2 separate regions of the Columba livia genome follow, and region 2 is linked to region 1. Evidence: chromatin contacts called from public Hi-C data. All regions are on one chromosome and are shown on one strand. The core of a region is the stretch at or near the end of the contact, and the rest is flanking DNA. Distances in the headings are between cores, read along the strand shown.

Region 1 (4,632 bases), core at 1,189-3,688:
TGAAGTCATTCTGTGGCTGTGGTTCATGTTTCTAATTTAATGAGTTTGCCCTGTTAGGTTTTGGTGAACTACTAATCTCAAACTTATACTAGCCTGAAATACAGCTTCTTCGGTTGTGAAATACAGGTTTTGAGTGTTAACTGTATAAACACACAAAAAAGTGATTTAGTAGAAATAAGTTCCTGCAGCAATTTACTTGTTTTTGACACCCTAGATGTGACTTGCAATGCTTTTATTGGGCTGTGACAGATTTTTTTTTTTTTTTGTAAGATTCTGTAAGCAAATAGGTATTTTTGAGCAGGGTGTTTTGCCAGCAAATATGAAACTTATGATCACAACTTCCTTTTTGGGTACTCATGCTCAAAGGCCTCTGAAACACCTGCACCAAAAAAAAGTAATAATGGAGTTGGAAAGCCTTAACTCCTAAAGCTTGTAAACTGTAAGACGTGTAACTGATAACAGAGCTTAAACAAAAGCTGCCTTTTAAGCAAATTGAAAATCTAGGTAACTTCCTCCTCACTGGAGAAAGAGGTGACTCCCTTTGTCTTCCATTCAGCTTGTCAACTGGAATTGCTGTGACCTGATGTGGGGAGCAGAGGGCCTTTTAATCTGTATTTGCATTAATGGCTTGAAATGCAATATTGAATACCATAAATACATTTAGCCAGTCTTAGAGCATAGGTGTCAGTCTCAAAGTAATTGTGCTTTTTACATGGAGCATCACAAATAGGTCTACTTGTCATATTGTTTCAAAGCTGATAAAGATGAAGGGAGGAAGTTAACTTGCCGCATAACCTTCCTTTTTCTGAGGAAAGTAGTGCTTTTCTAAGAAGCTTTAGGGATTCAGTGCCATGTCCACAAAGTCCATAGCAATGTTCAACCTAAATTGTGTACTTTTCTTTTAAATGTTCATGTAGGTGTAGGTGCAAGACACTGGTGTTAAATTTGTAATGCAGAGTATCACTACTCCCACATAAGAACTGATCTCATGTCACACTCAAATGCTAGATTTAAATCACAGTTTCTGGGTAACTCCTTGTTTTGGTTAGCAATAGCAACAGAGAGGGAGAAAGAGAGAACTCTTTCATTTAATAGTAGATGTAATTCTGCAGCAAGATGTCAGATTATTATGTTAAGAAATTATTTTTTGTATATTCTGAATGTCATTTTATCCTGGTCAGGTATTCAGTTCCCAATGCTAAGCTTTTAAACTTTTGTGTAAGCATATTGAGGTACAAGGAATAGTCAAATACATGATAGGTAGTTTTAAACAAATGCATGAGTCATTCCTTAGCAAAAATAACACAAAATTGAAGTGTAACTGAAGTTTAACTTATGTTGCATATACCTAAGCCCCAGAAGTGGCGAAGAAAAACACTGAAGTTATGTATAAACAAAGGCTTACTTTGTCAGCCTTTTTCTCCTCTTTCCTCTCCTTATTTTTCTCTCAATTGCCAGTTCAGCTTATGAAACTCTTGGGAAGCAAACATAGCTTGGAAGTATTTAGCAGGCTTCTGGGCTTTGAGCAGGACGTTTAAGCAAATTACCAACAAAAGAAGGGTGAATTTTTGGATGGCTGGGCTGCTGTTTTTTGTACCTCCACACTGAGGAGAAGCTGTTCTCTTCAATAGGTGCTCTACTTTCTCACAAAAGTTAGATGTTCACATTCTATAACTGACTTGTTTTGGCCAATCTACTTATACTGATCCTTTTTTTTTTTTTTTCCCACCCGTTTGTAAGATGTAGAGAACCAGGACTAAGGAATGGATATTGTCTCTCTCTATGTCTATAGTCAAACAGCGAAACCTCAGGTTTGTTTCCTCAGGGAATTAGTCTTTCTTGTTTTCAGTTGAACTGGTCTGATAGCTTCAAACTGCAACAAGCAAATGCTTTTAACTTCTTAATATCAGCCTTTAAAACCCTATTGTTTTTAGCTTGTGTGTGCTTTCCTAAAGCTGTCACGAAATGTCTACCAAGGTATGCCACACTTCTGGCATAATAGCAAGCGTTCCTTCTGATTGCATATGGGCAGTCCTGTTGGTCTGTTGGTGTCATTTTTGTCTCTTTTGATTGTGGTGTGCTTTTTTTTTTTTTTATTTCCCCTGCAATAGTTGCAGGAAGGACGGACTAAAAAGAGGCTTTAGAGCAATTCAGGCAAGGTTAAATCAGTTGCAAGCTAGGATCAATCAGTTGACTAAGGTAAGGAGCACTAGGCCAGTGAAAGTGAAGGCAGACTGAGGAAGTAGAGCTGGGGCAGCTGCTGTCTCCGCTCTGCAACTTAATCCCTCTCCCTCCATTTCTATTCAGGCTGGTGACTTATAGCGTCCTCCTAAAATTATCCATGGTTGGTTTGTGCTGGGGAGGAACAGAGCATGCTCTGTAATATAGAAACTGGTCTTAGGTCTGAGTAATCTTAAAGCAAAAATGATGAGAGTTCATTCTTCTTTTCATTAGGTTGATCTGGACAGGGGGTAACATCACTTCCTCCTGATATGTTTCCTGGCAGGTTCAGAGAACTTTGTCACATTTACCCTATCTCTAACTATGTCAAAGCGGCTCTGAGAACAACGCTAGAGGAAATCCATGATTGTGTTAGTTCTCTCCCCCACAGTTTAAACTTTCAGCACTATTTCGTTAGAATGAAGCCTTTCTATGACCTCTGTTTAATAACTTTTCCAAGTACTGACTGTTGAGTAAAGAAATTGTTTCCATCTTTTCAAGTTACAGGAAACTTTTTTTACTCTTATCAATAGTGGCGTGTGATGTTAGTGATGTGTTTTTGAAAGTCTAGAATGAGTCACTGTAAAGTCACTGAAAGGACACTAGTTACCACATTTACACTTCTGAATAACCTTCATTTACATTTTTAATGCAGTGTCTTTTGCCACAGAGAAAGAACTTGAAAGCCTCCCCTGAAAAGAGGATGAGGCAGATTGTTACCAAGTAAATACTTCTAAGGCAGAAAAGATTAAACTAAGGGTGTTAGGGAAATGTCCTAACCCCTAGACATTTTTAATAAAGACAATACACTTATCTGAGGAACAGCAACCATCTGGTATACCTGCATTTTGGCTGCCTATAAAACCCTTGGGTTTATTTTTCTATGTTTGAAAGTTCACAGATATTAAAGTGAAAAAAACCCTAGATACTTTCTTATTATTTAAAATAGCTAATTTTCTTGTTGATGTGTATTTCTTTTCCTACTCTTATGTGATCTATTTCTTTTCCTACTCTTATGTGATCTATTTCTTTTCCTACTCTTATGTGATCTATTTCTTTTCCTACTCTTATGTGATCTATTTCTTTTCCTACTCTTATGTGATCTATTTCTTTTCCTACTCTTATATGATCAAGAGTGTTTTATAAAACTGTGTACTTGTGCTCCTCTTGAGATGAAACACCTGCAACTGAAATTTGATTACACTGATCTTCTCTATCTCAGACCTTGGTCAAGCAGCAAAAGCAAGCTTAAAGCCTCCAGTGTGTTCCAGGTGGTTTCCAGTATTTTGTTTATTTCTTCTTTAAACTTTGGTTTGTCATTACTGCTAGACTTGGTTTTAGGGGGTACTATACAGTCACAGTTTCAGGTATTTAAAATCAGCATTCTTTGAAGCAGTCTATCCCTGCCCTCGTGTTGCCAGCTGTGCATTCTGGTCCTATGCTGAATGAGTATGGAAGGTCTCAGTAGTTCTCCATAGGCATCAGGTGTGTTTCTTGAGACTGGAGGCTGCATATTTTGAGGATAGAGAAAAGCTGTTTTTCTCTTAGACAGCCAGACAAAGGAGGATTTAAGTATGGTACTACAACCATGAATCTCAACTGATACTTATTGGTGGGCAGAATTTTTCCTCAGTCTAAGAAGCAAATATGGGGGGAGCAGATTTTTCTTCTCAGGAGCTCTCAATATACAGCTTGGCATGCGTGCAAGTGCAGTCAACTCTGGTACTTCAGAGCAGGATGAGATGAGAGCTTCCAAAACTGAAGGGGCCTAAGTGAGTTCTGTTTGACAGCTGGTGGAGTTTTTTTGATCTGTAGGGCTCATTTGCTGCTTCGCTGCCTGTACTGCTCCCACTCTATGCACAACCTGAGGCAGGAGGTTGGTTGTGTATTGGCTGCTGACACTGTACGTTCTCCTGGAGCAGAGGTGATAGCTGGCCATTAGGGTGGTGGGTGCAGGGTTTTCTAACCTTGCTAGTGCTGGTGGAGCTGGTCTGTTGAAAGAGGTGGTAAGACTGGGGGGAGTTATTAATCTTCAAAGCAGGCAAATGGAGATGATGGATGTTTATTTACAGTGTAACACCAACTGGCATTACTTTTCTAAGAACCCTTCTGGGAGGGGGAGGCAGGCAGTGCAGTGGTGCCCATCTGTAGAAGCAGTACCCCAGGGAAACTGACGTAGAGATTCATTCACATCTGACTGCGAGGTTGTTTTTTAACAAAATTCCTGGTTTCCAGAATTGGCTAGCTTTCATTATTTTGCTGTTCTGATAACAAATACACTTTTATGTTACCTGGCTTTTTCACTGTGTATTCATTTTTAACTTGAAATGGCTAGTATTTGCCTAGAGACCAGCTATTCTTTGTGTCATGAGCTCCCCAAATACCACAGATTTTCTGTAATAATGCTCCCTC
Region 2 (4,632 bases), core at 586-3,085, 110 kb after region 1:
TGGTGGAGTCACCATCCCTGGAGGAGTTTAAAAGATGTGTAGATGAGGTTCTCAGAGACACACTTTAGTGCCAGTGTTATGTTAAGGATTGGACTTAATGACCTTGAGGGTCGCTTCCAACCAAATTGTTTCTATGATAACTAGGCTATGTTTTCATTGTAGAACCCTTGAAAATAAGGCAATCATCACCAGAGCTGAAGAGAGAGCACATAAATGATTTGCCTACTTTAAACTGCAGCAAATTGTTCCAAGAACTTGAAAAAAAAAAGAAGTTGAACACTAAGATGTAAAATAGCATAAAAACATGCAACACCTACAGAATCCAGAAGGAACTCTTCAGTTATGTTCTCTTCCAGGAGCTGTTCAACAATAGACAATGCTTTTTTCTCACATTCAATCTTCTTTCTCATAGCAGCCTCCAGAGCTGCTTTCCTGCAACAGAACAGACACAGAGGGCAGATTTCCATAAACAATTCTCCAATGGTATCTTGGCCTTTTTCCTGAAATACAATGGCTTACATTTTTCTACATCACACCACATTGGCCAAACAAAGCAACAAGTAACTGGACCAGCAATTCTGTAATAACCACAAAGGAGTTTCCAACCCTGGTTTACTTTATTTCCACCCCAGTCAGGAAAAGTACTGACTGTTACTGCATTGTGGTACTTCTCCACAAGGTCACCCAATTCTTCTTGCAAGAGAGGAGAACCCAGAACTGGCTGGACAAAGAGCCTGGGACAATTTATGGGGTGCTGACAGGAAAATCAGAGCCCGATGAGACATGAAGAATGAGAAGAAAAATGGTCTGGGACAAGACTGAATGTGAGGGTACAAAGTAGCCATTGTCAGCAAATACCCAGAAAGCAACCACCTAGGTGTCTCTGATCTCCGTCTGACAGCACTTCTCATGGAGGTTGTCAATGTACAGTTAGTCTGCTGTCTTAACCCACAGAGGTCTACAGGATTCACCTGGAAGCTTAGCTCTACTACAGAACCAAAGAAACATTCAGGTAATTGCCCATGGCAGAAAGTGGGATTTTTCCCTATCAAGTGTGGTTTTTAAAGTGAATAAAGAAAAACGGCAGGTATGCAAAGAAATTAAGATGGCAAAAAGCAAGCACTATAGAGTAAGGAAACACAATGTTGGAGGTTATAAACTTCTAGCATATTATACAACACATGTATGTGCATGCTGTTAGCAGTTACATAGTGTTACTTCAAACAAGCCTGCATGATGCTGACGCTGGTGATCTCCTGAAGTTAGTCATGGTACTCTAGGAAAGCGAAAAAACATGCGAAGCAGAGAATGAAATTTCAAAGTGAGGCAAAACAACATGAATGTCACATATTGTTAGTTAGAAATTATACCTTTGAGCAGCATCTTCATTCTTCAGAGCAGCTGAATGCTTATTTCCTAGAAATCAAACATACAAATATAGAAATCAGTGTACTTCCTTTAACAGTGGAAAATATTGGAACGTGAAAAATATTAAAACCTCTAAACTGCGAGCATAATCAAGAGAATTGCTTGGAAACTTGCTTTTTGTGGCTGAAAGTGACTTAGTAAGCTGGTAACCATTCAGCAACTAGCTAGACACGCTTTTTATAAGTGTGAAGACAGAGAAGCCCAGCTCTCTTCATACTCGCATTCATCTTTTGTATAGTCAGAAGGCTAAAGGAAAAATAATTCTGACAATGGTTTTGTGCCACGCACACTCCCCCTGGTTCTCGACAGCCTCTGCAGCCCAGCCGTCCCTGCCCACCGCTGGCGGGGCTCCGGGCAGGACCGGACCGCCCACCCACCCGGAGGGCTGGGGCAGCCGCTCCCTCAGGCCAGGGTAGCAGGGCGGGCACAGCGGGCTGTGACGCTCACACCGCCAGGACGCAGTTTTCCGACCAGCGGGACGGACGATCGCTGCGGCCGCAGCGCGCCTGCCGCTCGGAAGGGCCGGGCGGCAGAAGGCAGGGGCGCAGCCCGAGGGGACAGCGGAGCGCTCGGCCCCGCCTCGTTCAGCCGCCCGCCGTGGGGCGCTGGCCCCAGCCGCCGCTGCCGCTCGCCGGCCCCGACCACGCAGCCGGCCCGGCCGGGGCCCGCCGAGCTCGCGGCAGCGGCCCCGCACCGCCGCCCGCGGCCGTCCCGCCGCTCCCCCCGCTATAGCGAGTTGGGCGAGTCCGCTGTGCCGGCCGGAGGGCACAGGGAGAGCTCAAAGCGCTGGGTGGGGGGAGCGGTACGCGGAGTCTGGAACCTACCTGCGCGCCGCCGGCTGGGCTTCCCCTGCGCGCCGCCCCGCGGCTTCCCGGCCGCCATCATCGCGGCTGCTCGCTCCCTCCCGCTGACCTCTCACCCGGAGGCGGAGCCGCGCCGCGGCGTGGCCGGTGCTGGGAGCGGGAGAGGCGGCGGCGGGGCGCTGAGGAGCGGCGGGCGGAGAGGAGAGGGTGCGGGACCGCTCGGCTGAGCGGGGCCGAGGGGCTGCGGCGCGGGGCTCCACTGGCGGCCCACTGAGGTGAGGGGGTGGCCTTGTGGTTCTTTAATGGGGCCGTGTGGTAAAGGCTGCGTTGGCAGCCTGTGTGTGCCGGCCTGCGGGTTGTGCCCCGCCTGGAGAAGGGGCTGAGGGGGGTGTGTGTTAGAGAGGAGGGAGTTTGATGAGTATTCGTGGCAGAAAGTTCCACGCGATTCAGATACTGCCCTCTTGCCGAAAAGATTTAATTAGAAACTGGGTTAAGTATTAAGGCCTGAGACTACGAGCTCAGCAGGTAAATCCCCGGAGCAGCACGGTGGGTGCTCAGGGCATGTTTCAAGGCTGTAAGTATATTGCAGAGTTACTGAGGGCTGAAAATGTAAGAATGTTAGCGTTCAAATTATATTTGAATTGTTTTAGGGGGATTAGTAACATCCAATAAAATTAAGAGCTCAAATAGTACAACGTGTGGTCACAAAGTACATGAAAGTGACAGGCTAGATCCATTGATAATTGATCCATTGATGTAAAAATGTTAAAATAGGCTGTTGAGAATAGAAAGTGAATTCTTTATTCTTTGAATAATAACGTTCAGACACGGATGCCTGTTTTTTGTAAACATCCAGGTAGCGTAGTTATCTAGGTGCTGTTATCTAGCTGAGGACAAACACGAGAGGAGAGGTTGAGGACGTTACACTGAAATGTCTCTATAAATATGGAGCTTGGGTGTTTTGATAAATAGTTATACAGCTGTCAGGTTTAGGCACATGGCATTTCTTAAACCTGTGAAGATTATGACTGCTGCTACGATAAATCACATGGGGTAACCAAGCTTGATTTAGTCATAATTCGTGGTCCTGACTACGTAAAACTTGGTTTGTACTTAACATTCCTCAAATGTTCAACTTAAGTGTTTAGCAAGAAAGTTCTAAAATGATACTATCTAGAGGTAAAAGCCAAACCTAGACAGCAGAAATAAATAGGTGATGTTGCGTATGTAATCCTGCTTGGGCTGTTGATATAAACCGGTGGTTGGATCAGCCCTGCACATCCCAGGCATCAGGCGAGAGTGTGCCAGTCAGGGCTGAGCAGGAGCTCTTCTGGTGACAACAGTCACAGGAAACGTTGTGTGTCGTGGGCCCCTGGTACGTGGTGAGCCCAGACTTGCTCACTGTTAGCTGCAGTTTTCAGTGTATATGCCCAAGTAGTAGCTGAGGCCTCTTGAATTCTTCAGATGACCCTGATACTTCTTGAAAATGCCTTCCCTTTACGTGGAATGCAGGTTGTTTCCTGTCTGTAATAGTCTCCTGCAAATATGGGGAGCAGAATAATATAGTGTACACTTCTTCAAAGTGCATTTTCCAGCTTTTTTTTTTTTTTTTTGATCATATAGTCTACATAATATCTGTCTGTTTAGGTTGTTCTCATTCCTCTATTGGCGTTTTTAAAATAATGTGATTATTTTTAAGTCTCTGTTTTTACTTCATGTGTTTTAATACCGTACTCTTTAATTTATAGTAGTTTTCAATGCCAGAAGAGCAAAGTCAAACTATAATGGCCGTGGATGAACTTCAAGCCATAGTACAAAGATGTGTAAGTAGTTTTCTCTCCATAAAAGTAACAAGTGTAAGCAGTGTGTGTTTCTCTTCATATATTATATTTTAAAACAAAATGACCCCAGAACACAAGACAGTTGCTATCAGAACTCCTCACTGGGCAGCTAAGTTCAGCCTCCGTGTTTCATTGACTTTTCAGCGGTGCTTATCCCAAGATGCTTGATCACTTATGCGTCTTGGAGAAAAAAATGTTCTCAACAGTAACTGTCTGAAGTAACGAAACTTTAGCAGATGATTGTAGGAAGTACATCTTCTAAACAACATGCTGTAGTCTAAACTGAATTACTGCTTTTTCTTCTGTAGTTGCTCTTGGTAGCTTTTATTAATATGTGGAAGATGTTAAATAAGAAAAGATAAGTTACCCTACGTTTAATTTTGAATTGAAAGCTTGGATTTTCTTATTTTTTATTTGTCTTTCTAAAGTATGGAGTTAAACATACATATTTTCTTTCTAGCAAATTCTGGAAGAAGCTGATTTCAAAGGAGAAGATTTTAATTTGTTTCAGGTAGCAGGTCAGAAATGTTTGGAAGATGGGTATGCAGCTCAGTTATTAG

What was found. Hi-C and Micro-C count contacts between places; a contact is called where the count stands out from the background.
Region 2: a Hi-C map of liver shows a contact between it and region 1, with 3 times the contacts expected there. The contact joins the promoter of GLMN here to the enhancer-like site in region 1. A contact is called at or near these places in 2 of 2 Hi-C or Micro-C datasets (crop and liver).

What each region holds. Positions count from the first base shown.
Region 1 is chr8:24,505,258-24,509,889 of bColLiv1.pat.W.v2, forward strand. All of the region lies in intron 21 of EVI5 (ecotropic viral integration site 5), which reads left to right. Among named protein-coding and RNA genes, the nearest start is that of GFI1, 35 kb to the right of the region's middle. Within about 2 kb of position 2,439, at least 1 of the 3 cell types and tissues checked has an H3K27ac peak away from gene starts, as active enhancers do.
Region 2 is chr8:24,617,050-24,621,681 of bColLiv1.pat.W.v2, forward strand. It overlaps GLMN (glomulin, FKBP associated protein), which reads left to right and starts at 1,836. Exons shown (of 19, transcript XM_065072622.1): 1 at 1,836-2,506; 2 at 3,980-4,054; 3 at 4,533-4,632. The coding sequence starts at 3,989. RPAP2 (RNA polymerase II associated protein 2) reads right to left here and starts at 2,361. Exons shown (of 12, transcript XM_065072619.1): 1 at 2,253-2,361; 2 at 1,371-1,416; 3 at 318-432. The coding sequence starts at 2,313.